2 separate regions of the Mus musculus genome follow, and region 2 is linked to region 1. The links are chromatin contacts, called in public Hi-C maps. All regions are on one chromosome and are shown on one strand. Each heading gives the region's core, a stretch centred on a gene start, on an enhancer-like site or on the middle of the called end of the contact. The rest is flanking DNA. Distances are from core to core; before and after follow the strand shown.

Evidence for each region. A called contact is a pair of places that touch in the nucleus more often than the background predicts.
Region 2: a contact with region 1 is called in a Hi-C map of embryonic stem cells, with 3 times the contacts expected there. The contact joins two enhancer-like sites. A contact is called at or near these places in 1 of 39 promoter capture datasets (hippocampal neurons), 1 of 15 datasets of contacts at CTCF or cohesin (large pre-B cells), 22 of 484 Hi-C or Micro-C datasets (the 3T3-L1 cell line, the Ba/F3 cell line, the G1E-ER4 cell line and 10 more), 8 of 115 datasets of contacts at active chromatin or transcription factors (double positive thymocytes, embryonic stem cells, epiblast stem cells and 5 more) and 3 of 9 other capture datasets (adipose tissue, embryonic stem cells and liver).

What each region holds. Positions count from the first base shown.
Region 1 is chr2:165,781,163-165,784,175 of GRCm38.p6, reverse strand. Zmynd8 (zinc finger, MYND-type containing 8) reads left to right here. Exons shown (of 23, transcript NM_001363020.1): 23 at 1-24. Among named protein-coding and RNA genes, the nearest start is that of Gm29993, 51 kb to the right of the region's middle. Within about 2 kb of position 1,400, at least 18 of the 459 cell types and tissues checked have an H3K27ac peak or open chromatin away from gene starts, as enhancers often do. A contact at or near this core is called in embryonic stem cells, where this site is marked.
Region 2 is chr2:166,065,079-166,068,091 of GRCm38.p6, reverse strand. Ncoa3 (nuclear receptor coactivator 3) reads right to left here. Exons shown (of 23, transcript NM_008679.3): 18 at 2,041-2,334; 19 at 447-530. Among named protein-coding and RNA genes, the nearest start is that of Gm52534, 54 kb to the left of the region's middle. Within about 2 kb of position 1,466, at least 5 of the 459 cell types and tissues checked have an H3K27ac peak or open chromatin away from gene starts, as enhancers often do. A contact at or near this core is called in embryonic stem cells, where this site is marked.

The sequences.
Region 1 (3,013 bases), core at 151-2,650:
TAAACTTAAATATCTTTTTTGATGATGGCGTTTCTTCATGGCTGAACAGCGTCCTCTCGCGGTTATGAGCTTTTGGGTTCTCCCCCCTTTGACATCCCAAGTTTTTCAGGTTCTTAACCCTTTTTAAAAAAAAACTAAACCGTTTTGGCAAAAGGGTTTGGTCATGCCAATCTCCCGTGGGTCAGGGTGTGGCTGTGTCAGGTTTGAATGGCCACAAGAGACAGGTCTCCTGAGGTCCCGGGCACCCTCCCGGGACGTGGGCTGGACTGGGACTTTCTTACCTCCCATGGTAGCTGCAGTCTTCTGAGGCCAGGCTTCATGAGCGCTTCACCTGTGCTAATGCCACCTGAAGTGACTGGTACATCGATCTTTGGCTCTAGGTCAGAAAGTTCATCTTCAAAGGCTGAAGTTTCCCGTGGCCTTCTGGGTAGAGATGCCCATATCTCTGGTCTGGGGCTCAGGCCTGCATAGGTGGTACCCGTGTGGGCAAATGCTGAGGTGTGGGTCCCAGTTGGGTGTTAGTTGTGATGGGAAGGGTTGACCTGTCCCCTTCTGTGTCCTCAGGAGTTAAAGGGGTTACTAAGGGGCCGCCCTCAGAAAGCCACCCCTGGGCCATCCTGTCCTGAGCCCCCATCCCCCAAGCTCTCCACAAAGGCAGAGACTTGAAGAACTGGGTTGTCCACTCATAGGTAGGGAAAATGGTGGGTTTTTTAAAACTGTGAATTTTAGCCTGGGAATATGACTCAGTTTGAAGAGTGCTTACCTGGCCTGTACTAGGCCCAGAGTTTGATCCCCAGCATTTCACAAAACCAGGCAAGGTAGGTAGCACACACCTGTCATCTTAGCACTTGGGAGGCAGAGGCTAGAGAATCACAACTTCAAAATCACCCTTGGCGAGGTAATGAGGTAGCGACCAGCCTGAGCTACATGGGACCCTGTCTCAAATAAAGGAGTGGACAAACTATGCAACATTTGATTTTTATCATTTATTCAACTGCCAAACGCAGTCACACAACTCCTTTGAAAGGGGCGGTGTAAAGGCCCTTGGAGCCACCCTCCTTGACCAGTGCCCTTGAATGCCCCTCAGTGTCCAGCATTTACTCGGGGCAGACTTCTCTCTCCCTTTGTATACACAAATGAGACATTGGACACACTTCTCAGCGAGCTTGGTTTTAATTAGCATTTTGATTACAGAGCCCGAATGTCATTCCTTATACTGGGGAAGTGTGTTGTATCAGGTGGGCAGTCCTCACAGCCTACACACACACACACACACCCGTGTGGCCGGCAGATCATCTCCAAGCATCCTGGTACGTGCTCTGGTTTCATTGGAGTCAACCCGGGAGAGTCACTGTGTACGGCAGGTAGGCGGGGACACCGAAGGTGGGGGCACAGCTGCAGGCTTCTTGTGACTTTGTGCTAGGCAGAGGGTGTTTGCGGTAACTTTGGACCGAGGGCCTCACACTAGCTACCTGTTATGGAGCTACATACACCCCAAGTCCTGAGTTGAGTGTTTTCAGATGCCAAACTACAAATCTGAATTCACAGAACCCCCTCCACAACCCTCTCCTTCCGCTTAGCAGGGGCAGGCAGGGGATCTGAGGCAGAAACTGGCTAGCCAAAACAGTTAATGCAATCCAGTGCCTCCCTCGCCACCTGGTGGCCATGTGCAGAACTGCAGCCCATAGGCTCAGGGAGACCACTGGGCACAGTAAAACTGAAGGTGCCAAAGTGTTCGTTCTAGCGCTGCAGTTTGTTAAGTCAAGCATGGGCCACACAGTCATGACCCAAATGTGGCTGGTATATGCACACGTAGGAATAGCATCCTTGTTGGAGACAACTGCATACATAGGTGGTTCCAGTTGTTGAAGGTGAGTAGGGCAGAGAGGAGGGCGGGGCTGGGGACAGTCATTCTGGGGATCTGACATCTGACCCCACCCCCACCCCCCAGCCAGGAGGCAAGAAACTAAAAGCATCTCTTTTAAGAAACTTAATGTATGTGTGTATAGTGTCTACGTCTGTCTCTGTCTGTCTGTCTGTCTGTGGAGGTGATAGAGGACAACTTTGTGGAACTTTCCTTACCATGTGGATCTCAGGGATTGAACCCAAGTCACCAAGCTTGACAACAAGCACCTTTTCCCAGTGAGCCATCTTGCTGGCCCCTCAGGCAACAATTCTTAATGTTGATTGAGTATTAAGGGCACCTAGAAAGAAAATCAATAAAGGCCTGGACACCACACGGCCCCTTTGGAATGACATCAGCCCTCTGAGGTGGGTTTGGCCAGCACGACTTTCCAGAGCTACTCCAGGGGTGACCATGGTGAGCGGTGAGTTATGAGAGCCAAGATGCTGATAGGAAGACCCTCCAAGTGGGAGGGTAAAACCCCAAGGCAGGACCAAGCATCTAGGGAAGCAAAAGAAGAGGTGCTGGGGACCTGGTGGCTGTTGAAGTGAACTGAGCATGAAGGTGACTGGTGTGAACCCTGCCCTAGTGGGTGTGCCATGCTGCTGTGGGTAGTTTGTAGACCAGGCTGGCACCCAGCTATAGTTGGGGTCAAAATTTGTGGGGAAAGTGTACACTAATGGAATGTATGCGTTCTGTGAACCAGTGCGCGCGGCTGTGCACTAGCCAAAAGCCCCAGAGTACCTCAGCCCCGAGCCTACTGGCCACCTGACAGCTCAGGGAGAGCTGCAATTACAAACCCACTTGTCGCATTCATTAAGCACCAGCTGTACGCTAGTCACAGGTTTGAGTTCTTGACCACTTCCATCTGGAGAGGGGCGTCAGCTTGAGGCTGACCTGGTTCTTGCGCGCGCTCGACTCGACCAGCAAGAACGACGCTGCAACAGGATCCTTCTGCACACGTTTATTGGGAGAGCTTGATTGCAGAGGCGAAAAGACTTTTTGCCCAGAGCTGGTGCTGCTTTTATAGGCCTAGGAGAGGCGTGTCTCATACCCTGATTGGTTATGCACTAAGCCTCATTTGCATGTTCCTCATCTGATTGGCTACTC
Region 2 (3,013 bases), core at 217-2,716, 280 kb before region 1:
AAGGGAATCAATCTGGGTGAGTTTACTGATGGTTGTAATCAAGTAGCCACTTCTCTCCAGCCCCTCATCACAGACAAAGCAGAGTGAGAGTGAAAGACCAAGTACAGGAGCTGGAGACATGGCTCAATTCCCACACCCACAAGGCTGCTCACAACCATCTGTACCTCCAGGTCCAGGAGATCTCATGTCCTTTTCTGGCCTCCACATGATACAGACATCCATGCAGATAACACACTCATAAACATTAATATATATATATATATATATATATATATATATATACACACACACACACACATATATATACATACATATATATATATAGAGAGAGAGACAGTGTGACAACCAATTCTTACAAAAACTTCAGAATTATTTAACAGGCATAGCTAAGGCCAGGCCGGGCGTGGGTCCCGCCTGGACTGGCCCCTTCTCTGCAGGGAACGTACCTGGGGCATCATGGGCCTCATCACAGCAGTGCCAGCAGGGTTCTCCATTTTCATTTCAAGTGCCTGCCGGCTCTGATTTAAAAACTGAACAGAGTTGGGTTAGTAGGTCAAGTGGAGCGTGTTAGTGAGCCCCAATCAGCTTTATACACTACCCCCACCCAGTGAGATCTCTCCAGACCCACCAAGCTAGGGAGCCACATTTAAACTGAATTGGTTCGTCGTCGTTTACATCCTGCAGAAGGAAGACAGCTCTACAGCTGAGAGCGTGCACAGTCCATCCACTGGACCAGATTCCTTTCCCAGCACCTACATGGTGGCTCAGTCACCACTGCCCCAGTTCTAGTGCACCTCACACCTCTGGCCTCTGCAGGCGTGCATGCGTGCGTGCGTGCGTGCGTGCGTGCGCGCGCAAACACGAACTGCACAGACACTATTAAAAATACAAGAAACCTTAAAAAAAAAAAAAAAATAGAAAAAAAGTTCGCAGGACAGAGTTCCTGGACAGCGACATTGGCGCCGATTCCCTGCCTCGGTGTGAGGCTTAAACAACTGCAGCAGGAATGCAGTGTCAAGTTTCTCCAGGGACTGTTGCTCAGACAATCAAAATTACTCTGACTTGATCAGACACTAGTGAGCACTTAATAGAAAGGAGGACTAAGCTATAAAATAGTACCATGCGCACAGGCACAGAGCTTCCCCAGTTCTGAGCCTGCTGCAGGGGCTGCCATAGCCTGGCTCTGGCTTCCTGGGCTCTCCTACTCAGGTGACTCACTGCCACCTGGTAACAAGCACTCACCAGCCCGTGCAACCATACAAATATGCTTTAAAGCAACTGCAGATTAAGGAAAGAGGAGGGTGTGGATTCCCTAGAACTGAGGTTAGACAGTCAGTTGCCCACAGTAGGTGCCAGGAACTGAACACGGGTCCTCTGCAAGAGCAACAAGTGTTCTTAACCACTGAGCATGCCTCCGGCCCCAAAGTGCATCAAGAAGTGATTTCCATTAAAATACTGAGTCAACAGGGGTGCTTAACGCATTGCATGCCTGCAATCCCGGCAGGAGAGGTTGAGACAGAAGTGGTTACAAGTCCCCTAGACAATCATCAAGATCTTGTCTTTAAAACAAAAAGCTGAGGAAATGCCTTCCAAGGGCCATCAAGACACACTGCTCCTCCTGCTGTCCTGTCCTGTGTCAAACAGCTCACTGTGCTGTCCTAACTGGCCTGGAACTCACTCTGTAGACCAGGCTGACCCATGGAACTCACAGAGACCTGTGCTTCTTTCTGCCTCTCAAGTGCTAGGATTAACAGCATGCACTAAGCAAGGCTCTAAGAATTAAACTGGCTTGCCTGGCTTGCTTGGAAAGTACATTTACCCACTGAGCCATTTTGCCACTGCTAATGTTATAGCAAAGAATATACATATAGAAAGATACCCAAGTTTAATACACACTCCTTATCAAGGAACTGTCTGCATAAACAAAATCTTACAGAGAAGTGAAAGCAAAAGGGATTCCTTTAGTTAGCAAAGAGTGGAGAGCCGGTGGCAAGGGCCACGGAGAGCACAGCCTAAGAGCCCCTGACAGCCCGGTCTTACCTGCTGGCCCTGTAGCCTCTGCTGAAGCTGCATTCTCAGCTGCTTCGGGGTGTTGGTCCTTGGTCTCACGAGGCCGGCTCTAGGATGCATGCCTTGCAGAGGAAAGCTGCCTTGCTGGCTAATCTGACCCATCATAGAGTTAAACGATGGTGACTGTCCCTGAAGGTTAAAGCCTCCTTGAAGGGGAGGACCCTGAGCTGGGTATGTCTGTCCATATAGTGCAGCCTTCTGATCCATCATTACTGCTGCTTCTTGGCCTTGGAAAACATCCTGTTTGGACTCCAAAGCTTGTCCCTTAAACATCAAACACAAAGGAATGGTTAGCTACACCTGAGAAAGCAACCAAAAGCAAATGCTGCAAACAAGGGAAAAAATGTAAATCAGTACATGTGACCGGTGGTGGCTCAGAACCCAGATGCCTGAAGCTGCATCTGCACTGTGTCTTGTGTACTCCTGTGTAGTTCAGAACTCATGTCTGTAGAATGGGACAACCAAGTCTCAAAAGGATGGGAGAAAATGAATGGTGATTTGGTTGAAATGTAGTAATGAATGTAGGTAATTAGATTCTCTGGTTTTCAAACATCAAAAGAAAACCAGTGTAGGGCTGGTGAGATGGCTCAGTGGGTAAGAGCGCCCGACTGCTCTTCCAAAGGTCAGGAGCTCAAATCCCAGCAACCACATGGTGGCTCACAACCATCCGTAACGAAATCTGACTCCCTCTTCTGGAGTGTCTGAGGACAGCTACAGTGTACTTAGATATAATAAATAAATAAATCTTTAAAAAAAAAAAAACAAAAGAAAACCAGTGTATTATTTTAATGTTTAATAATAAATAACTCTATATAGTGGAACTGACATAAATTATGGGTTGTCCAGGTGGCTAAACAAGTAAAGGTGCCTGCTGCCTGAGTTCAATCCGTGGCTCCCACACAGTGGAATAATAAACTCCTGGAAGTGGTCCTCTGACTCCACA